Regions from separate parts of the Mus musculus genome. Here all the other regions are linked to region 4. Evidence: chromatin contacts called from public HiCAR-type and HiChIP or PLAC-seq data. All regions are on one chromosome and are shown on one strand. The core of a region is the stretch at or near the end of the contact, and the rest is flanking DNA. Distances in the headings are between cores, read along the strand shown. Region 1 holds the start of Zfp936 (zinc finger protein 936). Region 2 holds the start of Siglecf (sialic acid binding Ig-like lectin F). Region 3 holds the start of Zfp715 (zinc finger protein 715). Region 4 holds the start of Zfp141 (zinc finger protein 141).

What was found. HiCAR-type assays count read pairs that join an accessible place to other places. HiChIP or PLAC-seq counts read pairs in DNA pulled down with a chosen protein or histone mark.
Region 1: an H3K4me3 HiChIP or PLAC-seq map of stem cell-derived neural progenitor cells shows a contact between it and region 4, with 4 times the contacts expected there. The contact joins the promoter of Zfp936 here to the promoter of Zfp141 in region 4. A contact is called at or near these places in 2 of 115 datasets of contacts at active chromatin or transcription factors (embryonic stem cells and stem cell-derived neural progenitor cells).
Region 2: an H3K4me3 HiChIP or PLAC-seq map of bone marrow-derived macrophages shows a contact between it and region 4, with 7 times the contacts expected there. The contact joins the promoter of Siglecf here to the promoter of Zfp141 in region 4. A contact is called at or near these places in 3 of 39 promoter capture datasets (cranial neural crest, liver and neutrophils) and 3 of 115 datasets of contacts at active chromatin or transcription factors (bone marrow-derived macrophages and embryonic stem cells).
Region 3: a contact with region 4 is called in a HiCAR-type map of astrocytes, with 3 times the contacts expected there. The contact joins the promoter of Zfp715 here to the promoter of Zfp141 in region 4. A contact is called at or near these places in 1 of 39 promoter capture datasets (the C10 cell line), 2 of 115 datasets of contacts at active chromatin or transcription factors (astrocytes and stem cell-derived neural progenitor cells) and 1 of 9 other capture datasets (adipose tissue).

The regions. Positions count from the first base shown.
Region 1 is chr7:43,174,471-43,181,730 of GRCm38.p6, forward strand. Zfp936 (zinc finger protein 936) reads left to right here and starts at 3,120. Exons shown (of 4, transcript NM_001034893.2): 1 at 3,120-3,233. The coding sequence starts at 3,231.
Region 2 is chr7:43,347,871-43,355,100 of GRCm38.p6, forward strand. Siglecf (sialic acid binding Ig-like lectin F) reads left to right here and starts at 3,471. Exons shown (of 10, transcript NM_145581.2): 1 at 3,471-3,550; 2 at 3,654-3,714; 3 at 3,777-4,139; 4 at 4,298-4,576; 5 at 4,752-4,799; 6 at 7,106-7,230. The coding sequence starts at 3,678.
Region 3 is chr7:43,311,215-43,318,923 of GRCm38.p6, forward strand. It overlaps Zfp715 (zinc finger protein 715), which reads right to left and starts at 2,086. Exons shown (of 5, transcript NM_027264.4): 1 at 1,890-2,086.
Region 4 is chr7:42,502,131-42,508,827 of GRCm38.p6, forward strand. Zfp141 (zinc finger protein 141) reads right to left here and starts at 3,623. Exons shown (of 7, transcript NM_001309388.1): 1 at 3,480-3,623. Gm35353 (a long non-coding RNA gene) reads left to right here and starts at 3,697. Exons shown (of 3, transcript XR_391403.4): 1 at 3,697-4,663; 2 at 5,464-5,567; 3 at 6,658-6,697.

The DNA.
Region 1 (7,260 bases), core at 1,870-4,369, 670 kb after region 4:
CAACAGGACAAAGCAGCAACCTACAGATTGAGAAAAAATCTTCACCCACATCTACTAGAAGGCTAATATCCAAAATATATAAAGAATTCAAGAAGCTAACCACCAAAAACCTGAACAAACCAATCAAAATATGAGCTATAGAACTAAACAGAGAATTCACAACAGAGTGAGGTAACTCAGGTCCAAAAGGTATTACTCACTAATCAGTAGATATTAACCAAAATAGACAATACACAAGCACAACACACTAGACTCATGAAGGGTCACAGCATAAGGACCCAAGTGATGTTGCCTTAAACCCACTAGGGTGGGAGAAGAAAGCGATTATGGGGATAAGGGTAAGGGAATGACCTGGTTGGGAGAGGGCACAGTGAGGGGAAGTAGGGAAATTATCAGGTATTGGGTTTGGGGAACAGGACTGAAGCCCTGAGGGCCAGCAAAAAGAATGGAAACAGCTAACCTCTGGAGGTAGGGGGACACTCTAGAATGTACTGGTGACATGGAAGTTGAAAGACTCTCAGGATTCAAAGGGAGGGATCTTGGATGAAGTGATCTAGAGTGGGCAGTGGAACTTGTAGAGTCCACTTCCAGTGGAGGGACATGACATCAAGTGGACGGATGGGGTTTCGATCCCAGAGTCAATAGTTCTGACCAAGAATTGTTCCTGTCTGATGAAACTGCAGGGACAAAATGGAGAAGAGCATGAGAGAAAGTACATCTAGTGACAGTCCCAAATTGGGATCCAGATAAAGGGGGTCCAGGGTCCTGACATTGTCAATGGTGCTCTGATGTGCGTGCAGACAGGAACCTAGCATGGTTGCCCTCTGAGAAGCCCAACAAGCAGCTGAAAGAATCAGATGCAGATACTAGCACCCAGACAATGGACAGAAGCCCGGGACCCCTATGGTTGAATTAGGGGAAAGCTGGAAAAATCCGAGGAGGAGGGTGGCCCCAGGGAAAGACCAGCAGTCTCAAGTGACCTGAAACCTGAGATCTCTCTAGACACTGAGCCACCAAGCAGGCAGCATACAACCAGGCAGCTGTTATGAAGCCCTTGACATATAAAGCAGAGGACTGCGTGGTTGGGGCCTTAGTGAGAGAAGATGCACCTTACCATGAAAAGCCTTTAGGCCGCAGAGATTGAGGAAGCCTGGTGGTGCTGAGTGGTGGGGTGGGGACATCCTCTTGGAGATAGAGGTGGGGGTAGAAGGTATGGTATAAGGAACGGTCATGGGGCAGACAGGGAGGAGGATGAAGTATGGACTGTAAAAAACAATTAATGAATAAAAGTAAATAAGTTTTAAAATTAAACAAAAAGCATTGCTTTGGAAATGACTCCCAGGTTCTCCTTGCCTGCAAATGGAACGAAATCTGTCTTAGCTCTTCTATCTTGCCTCTTGTGATGGTTATTCTTGGTAGTCAAATACATGGAATTAACTAAAATGGTGACAGTTCAAGTACTGTGAAGGATTTTTCATAATTTTATCATTTTAAGTTGTAAACCCTTTTTAAAATCTGGATCTTTTGAAGTGATAAGAGATATCTTTAATCTAGGCCACAGCTTCTAGTGGCAGACTACATTTATAAAGGTCATTGAAGGTGGTAGTTCGTTCTCCTTGTCTTCATGTCTTACCTCTGACTAGCAAGCTCAGTTTTTGGAAAACTGGTTTACTTTTTCCTAATTGTGATGTAGACTGAAGACCAGCAGTGTCATCCAGCCACATGGACTGAACCACTACTATATTCTTCATCTGTCCATTTGCAGACAGCCATTGTTGGACTGGTTGGACCACAGCTTACAAGCCATTCCAATAACTCCACTTTCTACATATACAGAGAAATTCATTCTATCAGTTTTGTCCATTAGGATACCTTTATTAATACAGCTGTCGCTTTTTTCCTCTTCCCACTAAGGAAGATGTGCTGGCTAGCAATAGTGTTGTGTAGAGTTTCTCATATCTTTCCTGCTTTTCTCCTGGGGCTGTGTAAAGTCTGATGCCTACCAGGTGAAACATAGCTGCAGTTTACCTGACCTGACCTGACCATGAAACCACAGAACAAAAATCTTAATGTTTCCTAAAAAATCCTTTGAATTGTTCATTTTCTGGGTGCCCTTTCCCTATGGGCTGGATTGTTTATTTCACTGCAAGTTAAATAATGGGCCCTGCAAGCTATCTTCCTTGATTACAGCAGGGAGAAGGGGAAGTGCTAGAAGCAAGGATAGGGGGTTAGAGGGCAATCACAAGTGCTACAGAAATGCAAATCTGTCCAGATCTGGAAAATGTCTAGCTCTGGAATGGAAGCCTGGTACAACAACTGAAGAACTATAGTTTTAGCCTGGCTAATGTACATCAAAGCTGTTTGCAGAAGCCTTTCCCATCCCCCTGCTCCTTGCCCTTTCCCTGCTAATATAAACAAGCCTTTCCCTGCCAGTGTAAAGCAGCTCAAGACTGCCTGGCTCCTTCCCCATCTGAGGGGACTGACTAATGGTCAAAATGACCACAACTGCCATAGCAAGACTAGCTGTTCTCAAAATTAGCCATAACAATAATAACGGTCCCTGGGACCCTGGCCTAAGTTTGAATTCTAAGATAAACCGACCTTGCTGACAAAGTTTCTGACACATCACTAGCTGACCACCAAAAGTAATAAACATCACTGTTACTTTGCTTGCCAACAATGATAAAGTTGTGTAACACCCCCTCCCCCAAAAACAGAGTAAAAAAAAAAAAAAAAAAAAAAAAAAACTGTACTGTAAGCAATCAGGGTTGATTCTCCCTGGGAGGCTGAGCAACCCTATGCATATCAGAATAAAAACCTCTTGCCATGCAGCGATCAATTGTCAAGCTGTGTCTCTGGGGGTCGCGTTCTCAACATTTGGGCCCCTGGGGTCCTAGCACAACCCCTTTGCTTTATCCCATCAGTGCACTCTCACCCTACTCATCTGGAAAATGGTCGGCCCTGGGCAAGCAGCATGGGCCAGGAATCCCTAAGCTGTGTCCCTTCATCACACACTAACATTAAGGGAGGTGCTTATGTCACTCGAAACTTGCTGGCCAATCACGGCCTCCACTCTGTCCTGCCAGTCAGAAGTGGAGGCGGGTGCTTCCGGGCGCCATGTTGCTGGTTCAATGCTGTAGCTGAGGAGGCTGGTGTGGTTTGTGTGTCCTGCTCTGTGTGCTACTGCTGGGTGCTGTGAGGGGAATTCAGGCGAGCTCTGAACCCGCGACATGGTGAGTATATGGCAGCTGCTTCCAATGGGAAGGGGCAGGCGATTGAACAACTGGAGCGACTATGGTGAGTCCTCCCTGGGGCTGAGTGCGCACCGCGAACCTCAGCTACACAGGGCCACGTGTGAGGTTGTTTGTGGTCTTAGCTGCTCTGAAAAACTCTGCTCTGGGGCTTCATCTGCACGAGTATTTGAGCATGGGCTTGTGTGTTGAAACCTTCTTGGCAAGATGGCAAACACAGAAATACCTAGTTCCTCCAGTATCTTCTACAATTTTGCTTGTTTGTTTGGTTGGTTGGTTGGTTTTTTAAGACAGGGTTTCTCTGTGTAGCCCTGGCTGTCCAGCAACTCACTCTGTAGACCAGGCTGGCCTCAAACTCAGAAATCCGCCTGCCTCTGCCTCTCAAGTGCTGGGATTAAAGGCGTGTGCCACCACTGCCAGGTTTTTTTTTTTTTTTAACTTTTTTTTTAATCTCATACAATTTTTACACTTTGTTTTAATATTGTGATGCAAGATATATTTGGAGTTAATATGAGAAAGTTGTAAACGTCACTTCCTGTCCAATATTAAGCTGCCCAGCACTGTTTTAGACTCCTCCGAGTTTATTCCATCATGTAACAGGGTCTGCTGACTTTATACACTGCAGGAAGGAGCATAAAAGACGGTATTCTTCTTAAGAAGCTGACCTGGCATAAGGTATTGCTTGTGCGGGACCTTCCCATCCCAACTTTTGTGCTCTGTACCTTCTGCCTCTCTTCTCCTTTTCATCCTTTGGGATCTTCCACTTAGGACTGTGTCACTGTTTCAGGTCTCTGATGTACTTAAGAAGTACTTCTGAGGTGTCTTTGGTGTGTAAACCTCCCCTCTGCCTAAGTGGCTAGACTTGCAGTCCTCTGTCCCTGTCTAAATTGTTCAAAGTGGAACCTGGAGGCTGAACATAAAAGAGACTAAGGATAATGGCAGCTGTGGAATGCAAGGCCTGTTCTAGGCTGGCTCCTCTGAGCAGTAACCAGTGCTTGACACATGCTATTGTTTGGTGGGTTGTTTTGGTTTTTTTGTCTTTTTGGGGTTTTTTTTTGTTTTTTTTTTTTTTTTTTTTTTTGTTTTTTTTTGTTTTTTCGAGACAGGGTTTCTCTGTGTAGCCTTGGGTGTCCTATAACTCACTCTGTACACCAGGCTGGCCTCGAACTCAGATTTCCGCCTGCCTCTGCCTCCGGAGTGCTGGGATTAAAGGTGTGCATCAACACGAAGGGCGACTCATGCTATTGTTAAAGACATATTTCTTTCTTTCTTTTAAAAAAAATTTTTTTATATGTAAATACACTGTAGCTATCCTCCAGAAGAGGGCATCAGATTTCATTATGGATGGTTGTGACCCACCATGTGGTTGCTGGGATTTGAACTCAGGACGTTTGGAAGAGCAGTAGGTGCTCTTAACCACTCAGCCATCTCGCCAGCCCCAAACTTTTGTTTGTTTATTTTTTTGTTTTTTGTCTTTTGAGACAGGGTTTTTCTGTATAACCCTGCCTATCCTGGAGCTCACTTTGTAGACCAGGCTGGCCTCGAAATCAGAAATCCGCCTGCCTCTGCCTCCCGAGTGCTGGAGCTAAAGGTGTGCGCCACCAAGCCCGGCTTTCCATCAAACTTTTTAAATCCATACCTTAAAGGGCCTTACCACAATAGAGTTTTGAAGTGAACATTTTGCTTCCAGTTCCTAGCTATTATAAATAAGGTTGATATGAACATAGTGGAGCATGTTTCCTTGCGATATGTGGAACATCTTCTGGGTATATACCCTGGAGTGGTATAACTGGGTCTTGAGATAGAACTAGACTCAGTTTTCTGACAAACCACCAGCTTGAGTTCCAGAGTGGTTGTACACGTTTACAACCCTACAAGAGATGGAGGAGTGTTTGCCTTTCTCAATGTCCTTGCCAGCATGTGCTGTTCCTGGAGTTTTCAATTTTAGCCATTCTGATGCATGTAAAGTGGAATCTCAGGGTTGTTTTTTTTTTTTGCATTTACCTGGTTAGCAACAATGTTGAACATTTATTGAATTGATACTAGGTGTATTAGTCAGGGTTCTCTAGAGTCACAGAACTTATGGATAGTCTCTAGATAGTAAAGGAATTTATTGATGACTTACAGTCAGCAGCCCAATTCCCAACAATGGTTCAGTCGCAGCTGTGAATGGAAGTCCAAGGATCTAGCAGTTACTCAGCATCACGCAGCAAGCAGGCGAAGGAGCAAGAGCAAGAGCTAGACTCCCTTCTTCCAATGTCCTTATATTGTCTCCAGCAGAAGGTGTAGCCCAGATTAAAGGTGTGTTCCACCACACCTTTAATCCCAGATGAAAGGCATAGCCCAGATTAAAGGTGTGTTCCTTAAACTCAGAGATTTAATCTTCTGGAATCCATAGCCACTATGGCTCAAGATCTTCAAACCAAGATCCAGATAAGGATCTCCAAGCCTCAAGATAAGGGTCACTGGTGAGCCTTCCAATTCCGGATTGTAGTTCATTCCAAATATTGTCAAGTTGACAACCAGGAATAGCCACTACAATAGGTCATTCGAACTTCCTCTGTTGAGAATTCTGATTAGCTCTGTATCCCATTTTTAATTAGGTTGTTTGATTTTTTTGGCATCTAACTTTTTGAGATCTTTATAACTTTTAGATATTAGCCCTCTATTGGCTATAGGGTTGGTGAACATCTTTTCTCAGTTTTTGGCTACTGTTTTGTCCTATTGACAGTGTCCTCTCCCTTACAGAAGCTTTTCATTTTCAAGAAATGTATTAACTGTTGGTCTTAGAGCCTGAGCCATTGATGTTCTGCTCAGGAAATTCTGTGTCCTGTACCAATGCGTTCAAGGGTATTTCCTACTTTGTCTGCTATTAGATTCAGTGTAGCTGGTTTTATGTGAGGTCCTTGATCCATCCTGTGCAGGGTGATTCTTCTATATACACACTGCCAGTTAGATCAGAACATTTGTTCACGATGCTTTCTTTTTCTATTGTATGGTTTTTGCTTCTTTGCCTAAGAATTGTCCATAGGTGTATGAGTTCATTTCTGGGTATTCGATTCCACTGATCTTCCTGTCTGTACTGATATCATTTGTTTTTTTTATCACTATTGCTATGTAGTACAGCTTGAGATGAGGAAGTGTGATGCTTTAGAAGTTCCTTTATGGTTCAGGATTGTTTTGGCTATCCTGGGAGTGTTTGTTCTTCCATATGAGGTAGAGAATTCCACTTTCTTTTTTTTTTTCTTTTTTTTTTTTGGTTTTTCGATGCAGGGTTTCTCTTTATAACCCTGGCTGTCCTGGAATTCACTTTGTAGACCAGGCTGGCCTCAAACTCAGAAATCCGCCTGCCTCTGCCTCCTGAGTGCTGGGATTAAAAGCCTGCGCCACCACGCCCGGTGCACTTTCTATTTTTTAAAGATTTATTTATTTATTATATATAAATAGACTCTGGCTGTCTTCAGGCACAGATCTCACTACAGATGGTTGTAAGCCATTAGGTGGTTCATGGGAGTTGAACTCAGGACCTCTAGAAGAACAGTCTTAAATGCTGAGCCATCTCTCTAGCCTGAGAATTGCAACTTCAATGTCTGTAGAAAATTCTGTTTGAAATTTGAGGGAAATTGCATTGACTTTGTACATTGCTTTTGGTACCATGGCCATACTAACTATGTTTTTTGGTTGTCTGTTTTCAAAATTGTTTTTTCTGAGTGATGAGCTTGTGGTCCTAGGACTTGTTCCATCTACCAGGCTCGCCTTGAACTCAGAGAGTTCTGCCTGCCTCTGCCTGTGGTCCTGTGTCTTGAAGGCATTCCTGCAACTCTTTCAGGCTTGACCCTTACTAATCTGTGAAATGGAAAAAAGACCACTGGGTGAGGGTCCTCTGACTTCCATCCCTTTTATTGGGCATTTAAAAATGAAATGGGACTTGAGACAAAATTGACTTCACTGACCAACTCTGATACTGCCATATTCACAGCCCAGAGAGGGATGGGGGGATAAGTGGGGA
Region 2 (7,230 bases), core at 2,221-4,720, 850 kb after region 4:
GGGGAAAAGAAAGGGCATATTCATGGTCACAGAGAGAAGGAGGAGGAGGAGGGGAAGGAGGGGGAGGAGGAGGAGAAGGGGAAGGACGGGGAGGAGGAGGAGGAGAGAGGGGAGAGGGGGAGGAGGAGGGAGGAGGAGGAGGGAGGGAGGGGGAGGGGGAGGAGGAGGGAGGGAGAGGGGGAGGAGAAAGAAGAGGAGGAGGGGGGAAGGAGGAGAAAAAAGAGGAGGAGGAGGAGAAAGAAGAGGAGGAGGAGGAGGAGGAAGAGGAGGGGGAGGAAGAAGAGGAGGAGGAGGAGAGACCAAAATGTCCAGATTCTATAGGGCGGAGCCTCTGAGATATGAGCAGCCCAGCCTGGGGCTGGAAAGTTCAGGATTGAGGGCAGGGTGTGCCAAGTAGGGACTGAGGGATGCTGGGAGAACCTGGAGGCCAGATCTGTTTTGATGTGTAAATTATGCACCCCAGTCCCTTGTCCTGGGGTCCAAAACCAAACAGTGATGAGAAGTGAAAGAGGAGAGTGAATGTTTCAGATGCTGACAGGTGCAGGAGGTGCTGGTGGGCTTGGGGTAGGGGATGATGCTGGGATTCAAGTGAGCCGACCAAGCTGATCTTGACACCAGCAGGTCTGGGGAGAAAATCTTGTGGGATGGCTGAGCATTGGAGAAAGATGGTTCAGAGATTAAGAGCACTTGCTACTCTTGAACAGGTCCTGAGTTCAGTTCCCAGTACCAAGACCAAGTGACTTACAACTGCCTATAACTCCAGTTCTGGGAAATCTGGTGTCCTTTACTGGCCTCTACAAGTACCAGACACGTATGGTACACATAAACGCATGCCCACCCACATACAGACTTAAATAAAAATATTTTTTCCTTAAAAGCAAATATCTGAGTATAGGTTGTAGACAACAGAAACCATTTGAAAAATATATTAAAGTAATAAAAATCAGATTGAGCAGAAATGGCTTCAAATTCTCAAGTAGCATCAAGTTATGATGGGATCATGATCGTGCCAGCATTCAAAGCCTTCATGGCAGTGGCTAAGATGATAAATACAACGGCCGGTTGTTATTTTGAAACCACTGATGCCCACAGTCCATCCTTGCTTGGTGAGAAAGGACCAGGGATCTGTTTGTTTTAGAGGGATCTTGGGTACATTTCTCCAGCTACTAGTCAGGACATAGTGGGGTAACTGGCAGACTTCTGGTCTAGAGAAGATGGCATTGACTCACCACCTCCTCCTTTCTTTAAGTAAGAATGCCTCAGAAAGAATGCAAGAGGCAGAATAAAACAGGCTGAAGGATGTGTTGAAAAGGCCAGCTGTTTTGGGATTTGAGATTAAGGGACAAGATAGAAGAGGGGCATCTGCATCCCTGTCACACACACCCTTTACCAGGAGAAGAGTCTTCAAAACCTATCTGAGACCCTCACTGTACAAGGCAGTGATGTGAGGTCATGGGCTCACCCATCTCCTGCGTGGAACAGGAGCCCTCCCAACAGCATCATGCTACTGCTTCATCTTTCCCTGACCTTCGAACCAGTTTCTTTAAGCTTCAAGCAGAGACCGAAGACCAGACATTCAACACCAGACTGAGGCTGCTGAGACATCAGCCTGTGAACTAGCAAGCTTGGTCTCTAATGTGAGGCAACCATTATTTAGACTACCCACATAGTATCAGATTCAAACAGTCCTGTTCCTTTAGAGAACCCCAATACATACATACACACACACATGCAAACACATGTATGCACATGCACACAAACAAACACACGTGTGTGCGCGAACACACACACACACACACACACACACACAGCAGCTTCAACGTGTTTATTTTTCCTCAGTACTGAGTCTGGAAGCTCTAGGTCAACCTCTTTACAACAGAGAGTCCTCTGACACCTCTTTCTTTGGCCTGCAGAGGGAGTGTACTGGCTAGTTTTGTGTCAACTTGACGCAGCTGGAGTTATCACAGAGAAAGGAGCTTCAGTTGAGGAAATGCCTCCATGAGATCCAACTGTAAGGCATTTCCTCAATTAGTGGTCAAGGGGGAAGGGCCCCTTGTGGGTGGTGCCATTTCTGGGCTGGTAGTCTTGATTCTATAAGAGAGCAGGCTGAGCAAGCCAGGGGAAGCAAGCCAGTAAGGAACATCCCTCCATGGCCTACTCATCAGCTCCTGCTTTCTGACCTGCTTGAGTTCCAGCCCTGACTTCCTTGGTGATGAACAGCAGTATGGAAGTGTATGCCAAATAAACTCTTTCCTTCCCAACTTGCTTCTTGGGCATGATGTTTGTGCGGGAATAGAAACCCTGACTAAGACAGGGAGTCTTCGCCCCATGTCTTCCTGTGGATGCCCTGTGTAAGTCTGTGTCTCTGGTGGTTAACCTCTATTGGAAACTTGAGGTCCAGACTCGCCTGGGACATGGGCCCTCAGCATGCCTTGGGTGATTATCATGATTAGATTAACTGAAGTGAGGAAACCCACCCACTTCTGGTTTCATAGGTTAGGATCCTAGACTATACAGTGACCTGAGAATAGTCCGTCACTTCTCACTCTGCTTCCTGACTGAAGGTGAAGTATGGCCAACCACTGTACACTCCTGTAGCCATGCCTTCACCATCACAATGGATTGCAACCTCCAACTCTGAGCCAACAGAAACTATTTTTGTTTTTAAGTTGCTTTTATCTGGATATTCTATAACAGCAACAGAAAAGTTATTTAGGCAATTAGAGTTCCAGTCTCCTCCTCTTCTTTATACATTAAACAACTATTGAATTTTGAATTCCCCCCCCCCCTCTCTCTCTGCCCACCACGGTTTGAGTGTGCCACCAAGCAGTAGTAGGGGGTCAAAGGGCAACTTTTGAGAGTTAGTTCATTCTTTCCACAATGTGAGTGGCTGGCCAATGTCTTTACCTGCTGAGCCATGTCCCTGATCATCAACCTTTTCCTTTTTTAAAAAAATTATTTATTCATTCATTTTACATCCCAATATCAGCCCCGCTCTCCTCCCAGTACCCACTGTACCCACTCACACAGACTCTTCCCCCATCCTCCCTTCTCCTCTGAGAAAGGAGAGACCTCTGGGTATCATACCACACCCCTACCACCACTATCCTCCGCCCCCCAGCACCTCACACACACACAGTGCATCAAGTCACTGCAGGACTGGGTGCATCCTCTTCCACTGAGGCCAGACTAGGAGGCCCAGTTATGAAAATGGATCCACACGCAGGCAACAGACTCAGGGAGGGTTCCAGTTGTTGGGGAACCCACATGAAGATCAAGCTGCAGATCTGCTACATATGGGGTAGGGGACCTAGGTCCAGTCTGTGTTCCCTCTGTGCATTAACCTCTTTCTTAATACAAACAAATGAGAAACAAATGCTACAGTTCAGGAGTGGAGGGTGGGTCTTCCTCATCGACTTTGCCTCCCATGATGATACACATGAAAAGTGGAAGTGTTTACTTTCCAGGGCCTTGATAGTGCTGATAACCTGTGGGTGGAAAGTTCCCTCTCTGTGGTCAGTCACTCTGTCTCTCTTCATTCCTGGACTAGGTTAGTAGGACGACTTCTCAGTCCTGTGACATTGAAGCCTGTGACCCTCACCCCAGGGATCCACTTCAAACTGATCAAGTTTTCTTTCTCTGGCCACCCACAGGAACCTAGAGCCTTTCACTGTGTGATGCGGTGGGCATGGCTGCTGCCCCTGCTGTGGGCAGGTGAGTGGGAACAGGGACCGGGCTAGTGGGACAGGACCAAGATAACCCTCATTTCTTTGCAGGGTGCCTGGCTACGGACGGTTATTCGCTCTCAGTGACTGGTTCAGTGACAGTGCAGGAGGGCCTGTGCGTCTTTGTAGCCTGCCAAGTCCAGTACCCCAATTCCAAAGGTCCTGTCTTTGGCTACTGGTTCCGGGAGGGGGCCAATATATTCAGCGGCTCTCCAGTGGCTACAAATGACCCACAGCGATCAGTACTGAAGGAAGCTCAAGGTCGATTCTATCTCATGGGGAAGGAAAATAGTCATAATTGCTCCCTGGACATCAGAGATGCACAGAAAATCGACACAGGGACGTACTTCTTCAGATTGGATGGTTCTGTGAAATACAGTTTTCAGAAGTCAATGCTCTCTGTGCTTGTGATAGGTAAGTGAAGAGGGGATATGTGGAGGTCCTTGTTCTAAAAGCCTTTGGGTGCCCTGGAGACCGCATAATGAGGTTGGTTGGGAGAGAAGCCTGGCTTGAAATAGGGTCATACATAGTGATCCCCAGCACATCTTGTGTCTCTATTTCTCTCTGTCCAGCTCTGACTGAGGTCCCTAACATCCAAGTCACATCTACCCTGGTGTCTGGCAATTCTACCAAACTGCTCTGTTCTGTGCCCTGGGCCTGTGAGCAGGGGACACCCCCCATCTTTTCCTGGATGTCATCTGCCCTCACTTCCCTGGGCCACAGGACCACCCTCTCCTCAGAGCTGAACCTCACACCCAGGCCTCAGGACAATGGCACCAACCTCACCTGCCAGGTGAACTTACCTGGCACTGGTGTTACTGTGGAGAGGACTCAACAGCTCAGTGTCATCTGTGAGTGTCCAGACCTGGGTCTCTGGGGAGGGGAGATTAGGGGTGTGGGATGGAGGGGTTAGAACTGGGTGATGGTTCCTGAATGCTAAGACTGTGGGAGGAGAAAAGACCAATGGGGTGGAATACCTGCAGCCATCTTTCCTCTGAAAGCAAACAACCATATGTGTCTATGCAGATGCTCCACAGAAGATGACCATCAGGGTGTCCTGGGGAGATGACACAGGTAGAGTCAAATTTCTCCTCCCTGGGATGGGTACAGGGACTGCCTCTGCAGGAGATGAGCAGGTATTCTGGACCTCAGGCAGGAGGAAGCTCAGGATTCCCCCACCCCTTACTCATATACTGCAGTCTCCCCATTATATCAGTTATCAGGGTTCCAATATATGGATTGTAGTGAAATATAATTCTGCCGATATAAAAATTTAATAATAATAGTTCTTGATATCTAATGACTCCTGTCTTGGTTGACCATACACAGATATCCTTGCATGCACATTTAAACACCCATATACATGCACACACATACACATACACACACACACACACACACACACACACACACACACACACACATACACACACACACATCTTCTTCACACACCACTTTGCAATTTTATCATTTTTAGTTCATTCTTTAATTTTTACTTATTTATACAGGATGGAATTATACCACTGAGCTAAACCCTAGACACTTTTTAAAAAGAGGTTCCTAAAGAAATTAACTCCCCTCAAAAGCCAGGCCCCAAACTGAACTCAAAGTTACAGGAAGCCAGCTCTCTGGAGATTACGGAAGCAAAGCAACTGATCTCAACCCCAGACACCCAGTGGGTGCAAAAAGAGACAAGGACCTCCCCAGTTTCAAAACAGCTTGGCTAAGGAAAGCAGCTAACTTCCTTATTCGGCTCCTCTTTCCTGTCCTTAGCCACAAAACCCCCAGCTTGAAGTATATAACCTGCACCCTACTGAACTCTGGTCATTGTGTTTCTGAGTCCGTTCCCTGATCACTGAGTCCCGTTCCCTGATCACTGTGTAGCCCAAAGAAACCCTCTGGGATTAAATAAAGCCTGCCCTAGGTGTTTGAGGTTGTCTAGAGTCTCAGCTCTTGTGCCTTCCTATAAACCTAATTCTTACTTATGCTTGTAGTTCCTCCACAATCAAACTCACACCGCCACAATACATGTGTCGGTCAATGGCAAGGGACTGAATTAATTTTTCCCTCCTTAAACTTAGTTTTCTTGGAGATTTCCTCCTTCACACATATGACTGACACCATGGTTTTCTAGTGCTATGGTAATGCATTTACCCACTCATCTCTTGACAGAACACTGGCAGTCCTTGCCTTTTATTCAATAAATGACTTACATGAAAACTTTCTACATTTGTGAACATGTCTACAAATTTTTTTTTTCCTAAGGAAGGAAATCCCAGAACAGAGGATCATTTGTATTTCCCATACATAACTGCCAAACTGCACAGCATGGACTTTGTCTTATTCACATTTCCGGGAACAATATCTTTTCTTAACAAATAGACCCACCCTCCTGATGTCATGTGTGAAGTCGCTGTATTTTTCATTCACATTATCATCCGCTCAAGAAACTGAGTCTCTCTTATGGTGTTTATGCTGTTTATAGTCTGTGAATGTGGCTCAGTTCATAGAGTATTATCCTAGCATGCAAGAAATCCAGGGCTGAATCGCCAGCATTGTATAAACCAAGCACGGCAATCACACGCCTGAAATCCCAACACTGAGAGATTTTGAGAGAGAACTTGAGAGGTTTAGAAGTCACCTTCAAAGTCACCCTCACCTACATAGTGAGTCTGAAGCTGCCTGAAATATTCAAGACCCTCTCTCACAAAAAAAAAAGAAAGAAAAGATATTAACAATAAATTGTATTTATTGGTCTGTGACAATTTCCAAAGTCATCTAAAGAGAGATTTCTGTTAAGGAGGCAGCTGTTTGCCAGGTGGAGGGACGTTTCAGGATCCTTTGCCTATCGTTGGGTGATGTTGCCTCACTGTGGACAGAACACTGTAGCATTGCCTCTGGTCAGCTTCACTGTTCTTCATGTCCCTATCAGCACTCCTCCTCCTCCTCCTCCTCCTCCTCCTCCTCCTCCTCCTGGAATCTCCCTGGGCTTTTAGGATAGCTCCACCATGAAACCCATCACTGTGCCGGTACCTGCTTTGGGCACCTGTCCCCAGGTCTGTGAGCTCCTGGGATGCAGCTGAATGAGTCAGGCCTTAGTGAGATGTTCTTGAGAGACCAGGGCAAGTAGGGCATCTGACTTGACAGATGCCCAGGAGGGAAGAGTGGGACCCAGGTAGGTTCTGATAAGCTTCACACTGCTAAGAGCTATTGTCTGTCTTCACTCTTTATGGTGTGAGGCCATCAGCCAGCAGAAAGAGAGAGAGAGAGAGAGAGAGAGAGAGAGAGAGAGAGAGAGAGAGAGAGAGAGAGAAGAAAAAAGGAGGAGAAAGGCAGAATGCCCTCTGCAACCAAGCTCAGTCTTCTGTCTGCCTCCTCAGGAACTAAAGTCCTGCAGAGTGGAGCATCTCTGCAGATCCAAGAGGGTGAGTCCCTGAGCCTGGTCTGTATGGCTGACAGCAATCCCCCTGCCGTGCTGAGTTGGGAGCGCCCGACCCAAAAGCCC
Region 3 (7,709 bases), core at 836-3,335, 810 kb after region 4:
GAATGATTGCAGTGGTCTCAGAGACACCGGAAATCACTAAAAGACAACAACCAAACATCTGACCATGAATTGGTGAGGGCCTATATGGAAGAACAGGTGTAGGCAGTGTAGAGGATACATAAAAGCCCTGCTCTTGTTATTAGTCTGGGTTCTAAAACAAACAACAAAAGAAAACAAACAAAAAATTAAAAAACCATCCATTAGGAAGGAAGGACACACTGCAGCACTCACATGTTAACTAGTAGAAAACCAATGTGCTAACTAACTTAGTCATTACAAAATGAGTACATAGGTGCTTATTGTAGGGATCCAGAATGCCATGCTAGGGAAGGCTCACTAAGCCCTCAGCACCTGCCTGAAAGGAAGTAAAATACTTACAAAAAATCAGTACGTTGCCAACTTAATTTTGATTGCATTTCAAACAAACTTTTTAGCTACACATATGCATTACTACTCTGCTTGATTTGCTCGTAGGTCACTAAATAGAAGAACAGGGGTACATATTCGAGCTGTTTTCATTCTAAGGAACACCCTGGCCACCATATCTATGCAGTCCCTTCTGTAGTCAGCATCTAAAAACAGCATTCCTGTTTCCTGTTGCACAAAGCGCTCAGGATGACAGCCAATTTTGATTGTAGCGTGAGTTTCTAGACATTTCCCCGTCTACACAGACACATTAAGAAAAACAGGCTTATCCAATCCTCACTCCCCCACTCCATGTCTGTCTGTGTGCCCCCTCCCCCGCTCCCATGTGTAAGTGTGTGTGTGTGTGTGTGTGTGTCTGTATTTGAGACAAGGTCTATTATTTAGCTCTGGCTATCCTGAACTTGCTATGTAGACCAGGCTAGCCTTTAACTTTCACTGCCTGGGCCCCATTAGTGCTGGGATTTAAAGATATGAGCTACTTACTCCTCTCAGACCAATACACAGTTTTTTAAGCACTCCAAATCAACACAAACATTAGGGTACAAATAAAACGGCCCAATATTATTTTGGTCAACTGCCAACCAGTGATCTTTAACGTCTGTATAGGATCCCAAAGACAGGCAAGCACTGATGCACATAATGTCCAAAGGATTCCCAAGTATGACTCTAATGTGCCCCAAAGAGTGAAAGTGTTTTTAATATTTGGGATCATTCCTTCAATAATGCTGGTCATCCAGAGGTAGGAACGAATTAGTTGGAAAAGGAGACCCAAAAGCAGCCCATAAAACAAGATTCCCTACTTTTACGGACCTTAGAAGAAATCTCTTGAGCTCAGCAGCCTAGATAACTAGGCAGCATGCAAAGCGTGGGACCCCCTCCCTCCCTCCCTCTCTCCCTCCCTCATCCGTGAGAGCCTGAGCACTCGCAGTTCCGACACCTGTGGTCTTGACACTTGCTACTTTGGTCAAGCCGACGGGATTTTCTTCACATAGTGCTAACCGGAATCAAGCCACAGTCACTGGCCACGCCAACACTAACGACCAGAGTCGCCCTCACAAGCATCCCACTCCCGCCCTAGGCTCCATCGCTGCCTCTGCTGACCCCTACGCCAATCACGGCTTGAGTGGGGCACAGGCCACCTCAAAGTCTTCGCCCTTAAGCTCCCGACTCCCACCCGGGGACCCGCTGCGTGCAGCGCCCACTCACTGAGTCCCGCCCCCTAATGGCCTCAGCTGACAACTTTCATGGACGACTGCGTGAAAACCCACAGGAGAGCACATTGGGAAGTGACAAAACACCCAAGATACGGGAAACCCTCGGGAACAGGGTGAAAGCGCACCACGCGACCCCCACCCCATCTGACGAGCCCCGGCAGCCGCCTCAGCCCAGTCCTTCAGCACAAACCAGCGCTCGGCACAGCACTGCGTCCTCCCACCCCCTGCGCCGCCGCCGCCGCCACTCACCTCACACTGCCCGGCCGAGAGCTCTGCACACGGCACGCCTGACGGCGACTTCCGCCCACGGAAGCCGAAGAGTCCCGGATGGAAAAGTTCCAAACCACCTCGCGGACCCGCCAGCGAAGTAACACTCGAATGACTACAACATTTAAGGTTTCACGGCCACTCTATTTCCGGTGTCTTTTAGATTTCCGGCAGGACATGTCCACGCCCAGTAGAATAATGCGCATGCCCACTAACACTTTTGACCCGAGTGTGCCTGCCAGCAGTCAGCATGGCAGACCGGGTGGTTCCAGTTTCCTTGGAAACTGTGGTGGCGGCGTGAGTGAGCTCCGGACGTTGGAGGCCACCATCCAGGAACTTTGATTCCATGTGGGCGGGCAGCTAAATGCAACGCCTTTGAGTGGAAGTCTGAAAGCTGTCTCCCATATGGTGTGACAGGCCTGGCAGGAATATGATAGTCTAAAGAGACATTCTGTGCCCCTTCCTCTACAGACTATTGAGACAATGGAACACAGAAATAGAAATTCCATGATGGGAGAAAGGATGTGCTGAAGCCAGGAGGCAGTCAGAGCAGGGACTTGTCACAGGAAAACAGATTTCACACCGTTCTGACAACTTCCTAGACCACTTTGCAGGACAGACTTCAGTCGGAGACAATGATAGCGAGGGGCCACAAACTAAGATTGCTTGGTAAGACTGCTTAGTTACATACCTCTTGCTTTCTATTTAAACCTAATTCTGCAGGGGAGAAGGGATGATATGATAGAGAGGTAGCTTAACAGGTAAGTGCCCAAACTGCTCTTAAGGGCTCAATTCCAGCACTCACACGTCAGCTCACAACTATCTGTAACTCCTGTTCCAAGCGGACGCTCTCTTCTGACCTCCAAAGACACCGAGCACACTAGTGGTACACAGACACTCGTGCAGATAAAACACCCATACACATAAAATAAAAATTTATATCTTGCCCAGTGGAGATGGTACACGTCTTTAGTCCCAACACTCTGTAGAGAGAGTCAGGCAGACCTCTGAGTTCAAGGCCAGCCTAGTCTATAGAGAAAGTTCCAGGACAGCCAGGAGAAATCCTGCCAAAAAAAAAAAAAAAAGAATTAAATCTTGATCAAGAAGTTGGCTCATACCTTTAATTCCAGTACTCTGGAGGCAGAGGAAGGCAGATCTCTGAGTCTGAGGCCAACCTGGGCTACATAACTGAATATAATCTCATAGCTCCCATTTTGCTATTGTGGAAAGATAAACTAGGCAAGATAGATCTCCATTGTTTTAAAATTGTATTTTCCTAAATTATGCAAGCTTTTGAGAAAGAAAAAAAAAAAAACCTTTAATGGGTTAACAGAAACTTTCGATTTCCAAGACAGAAAGCATCTGGGAATATCTAAAGACTTTTTTTTTAAGGTTTCTTTCTTTATTTTATGTATATGAGTATACTGTAGCTGTATTGATGGTTGTGAGCCACCATGTGGTTGCTGGGAGTTTGATTTTAGGACCTCTGCTCACTCTGGTTGACCTCCAGCTCCGCCCCTGCTCACTCCCACTTAAAGATTTATTTATTATTGTATGTAAGTACACTGTAGCTGTCTTCAGACACACCAAAAGAGGACGTCAGGTCTCATTACGGATGATTGTGAGCCACCATGTGGTTGCTGGAATTTGAACTCAGGACCTTCGGAAAAAGCAGTCAGTGCTCTTAACCGCTGAGCCATCTCTCCAGCCCAAGACTTTATTTATTTTATTTTTTTTAATTTTCTTAGGCTTGGTATAGTAATACTGGGCCTCTTGTTCCTAACCTCAAGGTGGATAAATTAAATACTTCTCCTTTATCTGTTTGTTTCCCTATTTGTCTCTTTAATTGGTCAGATTCCAACTTGGTTGGGCTTTCAGGACCCAGGCTATAACAATTGTCAGTGACTTATCTTTGGCACTCAGGCCTTCTGGTTTGTAGGCAAGCACTTTTACCCACTAGACAAACTCATTACCCACTTACCCACTTTCTCTTTCTTTCTTTGTCCCTCCCTCCTTCCTTTCCTTTCTTTCTTTCTTTCTTTCTTTCTTTCTGTTCCCATTTTCCAGTTTTTTCTTTTCTTTACTTTTTTTTTTTTTAAATGACAGGGCTTCTTTGTATTCTGGGCTGGACTTAAATTCTCCATTTATCTGTGTTGACCTCACAAGTGTTTCCATTACAGTCTTGTGTCACAGTAAGACCCCCTTTCGGGGACCCCTACTCTAGTCTCAGGAGTGAGAGAGCGCACCCAAAGAAACATGAGAATCCCTTCTGCTGTAAACACATGAGGCAGTTTAATGACGGAGCTCCGGACCGACATGCATCTCACACAGGAGATAACGGATGCCGGCCACAAGGCTCGAAAGCTAGGGGTTTTTATGGGATGAGGGGCTTAGGGGTGTGGAATTCAGCATAGCGACACACTATTGGCTTATTCAAACATCAGCAGAAAAATTACATGTACATGCAGATCAGGGAGTCAGAGTTCTGTGAGTTGGATGTTTATCAATGCTAGCAGACTCAGTTCAGATAGCCCTGTTATGTCCTCACATTCCTCTTTATCTTTATGGTCAAGCTGTTCCCAGGAATGTTTTAACATGCCCGGGTTTATTTTTCTTTATTCTCAGCCCCAGGCAGCCTCTAGGCTCACAAACAACCAGCAATTTCTGAGTACTTTATATGACTTACAGGTCTTAAAATTTCATCTTTCTTTCATCACCAATTCTGGCTGAAAGGAAATTTCTTTTTTCTTTCTTTTTTGGTTTTTTTTTCGAAACAGGGTTTCTCTGTGTAGCCCTGGCTGTCCTGGAACTCACTCTGTAGACCAGGCTGGCCTCGAACTCAGAAATGTGCCTGCCTCTGGCTCCCGAGTGCTGGGATTAAAGGTGTGCGCCACCACACCCAGCTGAAAGGAAATTTCTTGTACCTGACAATTTAGAATCACTTCATGGTCACCACTGAACAAAAGCTTATTCTCAAATGCATAAAGTTTTGTGGGTGGGTGTTGGTTACTGATGTTTTCATGTAGAAGACCACAGTGTGAGTCAGAGGAAAACAAGGAGGAGACTGGGAGAGCAGGTCAGAGACTAGCAATAGGCAGCTCTGTAGAATGGGTTGACAAACCATGACACAGGGCACTGTAACCAGTGCAGTTCTTCACCAGCGTGGAGAACATCAGCAAGATATTGTCAGCTTGTGGGTGCAGGCACAGGAGGCACACTCCTGCTGCCACCGTCAGGATCCCAAGGAGTTCCCCTAGAGACTTTTAGCGACATAAATTCAAGCCAAACAGGATCTATGGCTTCTGCATCAGAAAGCATTCCAGGACTAAAAGCAGAATTCAAATTTTTATTAAAGATATTTTCACAGATTTGTTTATGTGTATGAGTGTTTACTTGAACGTACAGATGTGCACAGTTGTGCTTGGTGCCCCTGGAGATCGGGAGAGGTGCTAGATCCCTGGAACTGGAGTTACATACGAATGGTTGAGAACTATGATGTGGGAACTAGAAATGAAGCCTAAGTCCTCTATAAAAACAAGTCCTCTTAAACATTAAGTCATAAATGGAAAGAAACTCAAAGCAATTTCACTAAAATCAGGAGCAAGACAACCTTATCCACTGTCTCCATACCTATTCAATACAATAACTGAAGTTTTAGCTTCAGCAGTAAGACAACTGAAAAAGATCAAAATAATACAAATTGGAAAGGAAGGAGTCAGAGTATTTTTATTGGCAGATGGTATAATACTATACATAAGTAGCCCTAAAAGTTTTACCAGGGAACTCCTTTAAGTGATAAACATTTCAGTGAAGTGGCTGGACACAAGATTAACTTCAAAAAACAAAACAAAAAACAAAACAAAAAAACAAGCCCACCAGTAGCCTTTTTTAAAATTTTTATTTATTTATTATTATACATAAGTACACTGTAGCTGACTTCAGACGCACCAGAAGAGGTCGTCAGATCTCATTACCTGTGGTTGTGAGCCACCATCTGGTTGCTGGAATTTGAACTCAGGACCTTCAGAAGAGCAGTCAGTGCTCTTACCCACTGAGCCATCTCACCAGCCTATCAGTAGCCTTTCTGACATACAAATGACAAATGGACTGAGGAAGAAATGATGGAAACAACACCTTTCACAATAGCCTCAAATAATGTAAAATATATTGAGGTACCTCTAACCAAGCAAGTGAAAGATCTGTATGACAAAAACTGTATGACAAAAACATTGAAGAAAGAAATTGAAGAAGATATCAGAAGATGAAAAGATTTCCCATGCTCATGGATTGGTGCGATTAACATGATTAAATGGCCATCCTACCAAACAGCAATCTACAGATTCACTAATCTCTCCAGGACATTCATCATGGAAGGGGTGTTGGATTGTGTCAAATGCCTTTTATGCATCTAATGACAAAATCACGTGGGTTTTGTCTTTCACTTTGTTTATCCGCTGGATCACATTTACTGATTTTTGAGTGCTGAACCATCCCTGCATCTCTGGGATGAAGCCCATTTGACCATGGTGGATGATATTTTGATGTGTTTCTTGGATTCATTTTTACAAGTATTTTATTATTTTTGCATCTATGTCCATAAGAAACTGTTCTGTGATTCTCTCCCTTTGTTGAGTTTTTATATGGTTTGGTTATCAGGGTAACTGTGGTTTCATAAAATGAACTGGGCAGTGCTCCTTCTGTTTCTGTTTTCTGCACTAATTTGGGGAGAGTTGGCATTAGCTCTCCTTGCTGGGATTTGAACTCAGGATTTGCCACTTAAAACTGCCTTCATCGGATCTGCAACCCTATAGGTAGAGCAACATTATGAACTAACCAGTACCCCGGAGCTCTTGACTCTAGCTGCATATGTATCAAACGATGGCCTAGTCGGCCATCACTGGAAAGAGAGGCCCATTGGACTTGCAAACTTTATATGCCCCAGTACAGGGGAACGCCAGGGCCAAAATGTGGGAGTAGGTGGGTAGGGGAGTGGGGGGGAGGGTATGGGGGAATTTTGGGATAGCATTGGAAATGTAAATGAGGAAAATACCTAATAAAAAGTATAAAAAAAAACTGCCTTCATCATGTCCCATAAGTTTGGGTACGTTGTGTATTCATTTTTAGTCAATTTTAGAAAGTCTTTAATTTCTCTATCTCTCCATTATTCACTCAGTAGAGAGTTGTTTAGTTTAGATTTTCTTAGATCTGTTGAGATTTGCTTTATGTTTGAGTATGTGGTCAATTTGGAGAAAGTTCCAGAGGTACAGAGAAGAAGGTATATTCTTTTTTGTTTGGGAAAAATATTCTGTAAATACTTGCAAGGTCCATTTGATTTATAACATCTGTTAGTTCCAGCATTTCTCTATTCAGTTTCTGTCTGGATGTCCTGTCCTTTGATCAGAATAGGGTATTAAAGTCTCCCACTATTGGTGTGTAAGAGTCAATATGTAATATAAGTTGTAGCAGTGTTCCATTTACCAAAGTGGGTGCCTTTGTATTTGCGGCATAGATGTTAAGAATTGAACTGTCATCTTGGTGGATTTTTTTTCTTTTATAAATATGAAGTATCCTCCATCTTTTAAAAATGAGTATTGGGTTGAAGTCTATTTTGTTAGATATTAAAATGACCACATCAGCTTGCCTCTTAGGTCCATTTGCTTGAAGTATATTTTTCCAACACTTTACGTAGGGGTAATATCTACCCTTTATGTTTAAGTGTGTTTCTTGGACACAGAAAAAAGATAGACCCTGTTTCCAAACCCATTAGGGAATTGAGACCATTGATATTGAGATGTCAACAAC
Region 4 (6,697 bases), core at 2,373-4,872:
GCCTGTTCGATGTTCGGTTCAAGGAGGCTGAACCTCCCTGCTGCCTGCAAGGGCATACTTCAACCTGAAATGTCTCCTTCTCCCATCAACCCCTAAGAAGCAGAAAACTGAAAAGTTTTAAATTACTACAAATGATAGAGACCCATAGAATGTTAAAAAATCATTATTATTCGAGTATACAACCAATTCCTCAAGTTAGAAATGAAAGTGGAAACTTTGAAAGGCCCTAAAGAGACTTAAAGACAAACTATTCCAACATTGTCTCATAGAAAGCACACTCAACATAAAGGAGTAAGCCTCTACACAACCGTCCAGCTTTGCACCCCAAGAGCCTGTCAAAAAAGAACAGATAGCAGCCCACAGAAGGAGGAAGGAAGAAAAACCAAATGAAAACGACCTCTGTGCAGGCAAAAAAAAAACAAAAACAAAAACAAAAAAAAACAAAAACAAAAACAAAAACAAAAAAAAAACAAAAACAGCACTTTAGAGATTTAGGCAGAACTATAATGACAAGAGTATTCGTGCAGTGCTAGGCTTCTCCTTACTCAGAGTGAAGGGAAGAAAGTAAACCCGTATTAACTCAGATTTTTGGTCACAGTAATTTCTTGGGTAACTGAATGTAAAATAATAGCTACTAAAAAGACATCTGAAAACTTAATAGCACATTATTAGGTGTATGGTATCACCTCCTCTCTGACTCTACCACGTCAACTCTACACCCGAAGAATGGACATCATACTCACTGAGGTTAGGTGAACAGTCGGCTTGGGCCGTGCACAGAAAGCACCACATACCACATACCATGTTGTCACTGTAAGTTTCAAAACCAAAGACGGTTCATATGATTAAATTTAAAAGTGGCAGTTTTCCTAACCTGCCTTGCTCCCAACTAATTGAGACAGAGATACACTGATTTAGTCAGTAAGCTTTAATCAGAATAGCTGAGCAAAACTTTTAAGCCTTGATGCTACCTAGCTACTCTACTTCCCAGCCACACACACCGAGTTACTTACATTTAGTCTCTCCTTGGCTCCTTGGTGTAGCTAGGGGTGCACATGGAGAACGCACTTGGTGAAGCCTCCTCATGCCTGACCTCATAGCAACAATCCCCTTCTTCCTCTACCTCATGGCCTTCTTCTCTTGTACCCTCACCTGCCTCATGGTGAACTCCTTCTCCCTGCTCTTCTCCCCCGGGACTCCTGGCTGAGACTGGAAGTCTAATCTTCCTCTCTACTCTGCCCAGTCATTTGCTATTCAGTCCATTTGAGTTAATTGGGGAACATTCTTTACATCACATTGATATAGGCGATTCTTCAAAATTCATGACAATGCCCATGTCTGGGCTTTAAGCAGATCTCAGGGCACAGAAGTCAGCATTTGAATACACAGTGCATGAGGCCAACCCTCAACAAATTTTAATTTAAAATCAAGGGCAATACATGTCAAAGACACATGTCTCTGAGTGGCCTTGTTCTCCTGAGCTAATCTATTTTCATTCACAGACATGAGGCTGGCAAGCAATATGAAATTTGACAAACTTGGGCTCTGCGAGGCTTGAACTAAATGCTGCCTATCTCCTTATAATACACCTGACAAAGAGCATTTGGTGATCTTACAGAGGTCCCAGGTTCAGTACCCACATGGGGCTCACAACTCTAATTCCAGGGTCTCAGATCTCCTCTTCTGGCTTCTCTGGGCATTAGGCACACACTTGGTGCACCTATATACAACCAGTCAAATGTTCATATGTGTAAAATAAAAACAAACCTTGAAAATGAAACACACACCCAAATCTGCTTTTACTAAAAAGCATTATGCGTGTCTTCTACACTTTGGCTCTTACTACTACTCTGCTGACTCCTAGCCTACTTCATGCCCAGCCCAGCCTCCATAATGCAGTCATCCTGCAGCCTCCGAGTGTAGAGTGCTAAGATTACAGGACAGTCGTGTGCCACCACAACCTGCAGCACTACTTTAATACATAATGCTTGATTTCTAAACTTAACCTTAAATCTGTGCCCTAGAGACAGACATAGGGTCACTAGGTCACTTTAACTATTCTTCTACTTAATGTAACCAATGTGTGGAGTCTCACCCTCTGGTTTTCTTTTCTTTTTTTACCAAATGGTGTGTGTGGGAGGGGGGGTTAGGTGGAGAAAGTAGCTCACTGGGGAAACAGTTTTTGTTTTTTTGTTTGTTTGTTTTTAAGGGCTATTCTTTCTATAGAAAGAAAGAAAGAAAGAAAGAAAGAGAGAGAGAGAGAGAGAGAGAGAGAGAGAGAAAGAAAGAAAGAAAGAGGAAAAACTTATAGGGATGTGTTGCCTGTCAGTGTGTGCACCAGGAGGCCAGAGGGGAGCAGTGGGTTCCTAGGAACTGCAGTTCCTGGCAGCTCAAAGCCACAGTGTGAATGTGGATAGTGGGAACCCAACAGTGCTCATCCACATCTCAGTCCCTCCGCTTTCTGCTTTTCACCTCACTGGTCTCTACAGGAGGCTACTGGTTGAGGCTGGCCCTTGCCTGTTTGGAAGCAGAAACCTAGGCTTCTGACCTAAAACCTCTTTAGAGCACACCTTTCTTTTTTTTTTTTTTTTAAAGATTTATTTATTATATGTAAGTACACTGTAGCTGTCTTCAGACACTCCAGAAGAGGGAGTCACTTGTTACAGATGGTTGTGAGCCACCATGTGGTTGCTGGGATTTGAACTCCGGACCTTCGGAAGAGCAGTCGGGTACTCTTACCCACTGAGCCATCTCACCAGCCCCCAGAGCACACCTTTCTGCTCCCAGCCACACATATGAACCCCTATAGTTATGTAAACTGACAACAGAAATTGAAAATTGAATTCGGTTTAGGTTTTTGTTTTTGTTTTTTAATCCCTTTTCTGTTTTCAGCTCCAGCTCCATATAGGAAATTTAACACCGGGAGGAAATGATCAGAACACCTGGTGTCTGGGGTGAAACTAAGGCTTAAATCCTAGGTAGGATGCCTGGGACCACACTAAACAATTTACCCCTATTCCCTGGTTTTCATACAGTTCCTTCTATTCAATAAAAGCAATCTATTGCTAATACTGCTTAGACTGACATAGATACTGCGTCCCCAGTTTGGGCGAAAACATACATAAATTCATTTTCCCTTTTTCTCTTACTCCTTGGAGTTTTTCTCCAGTTACCAGCTACGCAAACACAAAGGGACCAGAAAGCAGCGCGGTCGCCCTCACAAGCACCGCACATTGATCGCAGGCTCGGATCCTGCAGCGCCCATGCACTCACTCCTGCCCAAACTGTGTCCCTGAACACACAACGTTCTCGAACGATGTGGCAAAATCCCACAGCAGAGCATATCGGTAAGTGACAAAACAAAAGCGAAAACCCCGCAAGAGAAGAATGAAAACAGGGCTGATGCCCACCTGCAGCCATCAGGCAACACAAACCGCGGCGGGACAGCTCGGTGTCCTGCCAGCCTGACGGTCACTCACCTCACGCTGCAACTCACAGAGCCCGGCACAAAGCACGTGGGGCACCAAGTCCACCCGCAGACATGCACAACCCCAACTGTCCAGACTCCAAGCACAAGCGGTCCGAGCAGGAAACTACATCTGGATCCAAGAAGTTGTGCGCCCCTAGGTCACTTCCGGTTGTTTTGTAATGGTTATCACGGCTTACACGCCTCCCACTTCGGGGACGGCGCGCATGCGCGCTACCACTGGCAGAGATAAATCTTGCCAATACTTACTATGGCTCATCTAGTGGTTCTTGCTCTTTCAGAAAGTACCATGGCTGCACTCACGCTCCAGTGATAAGGAAGCTACCATCAAAGTGCCTCAGTTCCTTATAACCAGGCAAGACTGGTGGAAGGTGATGTATTGAAAGCCCAAGGCTGTCTCACGTGGCCACGGGAGTTGTTGCCTACCAGTATTTGTATCTACTTCTAGGAGTCTAACATTGTATCCTCATAAAAGTATCTTTTCTAGTGATTTTTAAATTTTTATTAGACTTATTTCATATATTTTGCCTGCATGTATAATCATGCCCCCCGTGCATACCTACTGGCTGTGGAGGTCAGAAGAAATGATAGGAACCCCTGGGATTGGAGCTACAGGTGATTTTGAGTCCTCATCTGGGTGCTGTGAATGGAAGCCAGAACATCTGCAAGAATAACAACTGCTCTTGGCCAATGTCTCTCCTTTTCTTTGCCTTTTCTCTTTATTTTCACCCGACCTTAAAAGGGTTCTCATTTATTTTTTTTTGAGATTGTCTCACTTTGTTGGCTTGACAGGCTTGGAACTGGCCATGGAGATCATTCTGGCTTTGCACTCTCAGACATCTCATGGCCTCTGTCTTCTTCTGAGTCCTAGGATTAAAGTTGTTTACCACCACACCTGACCTTTTCTCATTTTTCAAAGATTGAAAACTAGGAAGGATTATCAGGAAACAGGAAAGGGAAGCCATATGGAAGATTAAAAGTGAAAATATGAGATGAACCATCATGTGCTTCTGGCTGGAGGTATCTCATGATCCCCAGAGAATAGAACTCTCTTCTTGCTGAGAAGTAAACTGAACCACAGCTCATTCACCAGGAAAATGGAGCACTTGCCTCATAGATGGTGATGACTTACTAACGAGAGGCAGAAGCTGAAGCTGCACATGCATAAAATCAGAAGTTAGTGTCTATACATGAGAGAGAACATGTTGTGATTGTCTTCCTAATAATCCTCAATTGCCTCATTCATCTTTTCCAATTTATTCCATCTTTCTATAGGTTTCATTTTTGATTACCTAATAAAATTCCATTAAATTTATAATAGAGTTTAATTATACATCTGTCTGTATTGATGAACATATAGACTGATACCTTTTATTTGCTTTTGTGAAAATAGTAGAAAGAATAGTGGTAAACAAGGATATGTTAATATCTCTTTGCTATGATATGGATTCCCAGTGTGTGTGTGTGTGTGTGTGTGTGTGTGTGTGTGTACATATACATATGATTAGCTAGGCCACAGGATAGATCTAGTTTTAGTAATTTTAGAAACCAACACTAAGGGTGCATACTGAATCCCTGTTCTCCAAAATACATCTAAACAACCAAAGAACAACAACAAAAACCCCAAATGATTTTATTAAGATTACCACAATCGAAGTTCTCCTCCAACAGTGAGTAAGGCCTCCCTCATTCACATTTAAGCAGAACTTGTTGTCCTTTTCTTTCTTTTCTTTTTTTTTTTCCTTTTTTTGGTTTTTCCAGGCAGAATTTCTCTGTATAACTCTGGCTGTCCTGGAACTCACACCATAGACCAAGCTGGCCTCGAACTCAGAAATCTGCCTGCCTCTGCCTCCCAAGTGCTGGGATTAAAGGCGTGCGCCACCATTGCCCAGCAGTTTTGGGTTTTTCATTTTGTTTTTCTGTTGTTGTTTATGTGATTTCTCTTTCACACTCTTTTATTTCTTTTGACCATTAAGCCCTGATTCATCGGGACTACAATCAGGCAGCTCAGGATCTTTCCCATGGGTTGTCAAAGTGCTCCTCTCTGGGAGGAACAGGCTGCAGCTTCAGCTGAACCCAGGTACCCTCTTCTTGTGGTTCTCTATTTTCTGACTATTTCCCTTTACCCTTTTCAGGACACTATCTTGACTATTAGGAATGCTCATTTTCATTTTGCTGGAAGTTAAATGTATGAGATATATTCAGTACTGGAAGTGTAAAATTTATTATGATCCTCTACAGAACCATTTCAAGTACAAAATTTAATTGTAAATAAGTTAATTAAGTGATATATATTTTGATAAATTTGGATGTGTTATTGTTGTGTGCAAGGGTTTTTGGGTTTTTATTTTTATTTTATTCATTATTTTATTTATTACATCCCAGATGTTACCCATCCTCCAGGTCCCCCCTCCTAGAATTCTTTCCCCCTTTCCTTCACCTCTGAGAGGGTCTCCCACCCCCTACCCTGGGCATCCCCTATCTACAGGATAAGACACATCCTCTCCCACTGAAGCTGGACAAGGCAGTCCTTGTTACATTATATGCCAGGGCCAGAAAGTACAGAGTACCCATGATACACCCCACAGACCCTAAGAAATTGAACAAGAAGTTCTTCAATCTCACTTAGAAGGGGAACAAATTAATCATGGGAGGCACAGGGAAGAAGAGTGGTAGATGGGAGAGGAGGGAGGGGGAGGAAAAAAAGGGGGGCAGGATCAGGTATGGGGAGAGACAGGAGAGAAGCAAAGAAGACCAGGAAAATGGTTGGAAATGTGCAGCTGCCTGAGGTGGGTGGCTTGGTTGGGTGGTGTGGGAAACCTCTTGAAAGTCCCAGAGACCTGGGAGGTGGGAGGCTCCCAGGACTCATTGTAGGTGACCTTAGCCAAAATGCCCAACACTGGGGAGATAGAACCTGAAGAGACCATCTCTAGTAAATATACAGGGCCCCAGTGGAGGGTTGGGGTCACCAAACCACTTTCAAAATTTTTGGCCCAGAATTATTCCTGTCTAAAAGAAATGGTGGGACAAAAAATGAAGCAGAGACTTAATGAAAGGCCATTCAGTGACTAACCCGATTTGGGATTTATCCCATGGGAGGGCACCAAACTCTGACACTATTGCTGATGCAAGCTTTTTTTTCTTTTTTCTTTTTTTTTTTCTTTTGACAGAATCTCACTATGTAGACAACACGAACTTTGAATTCACAGA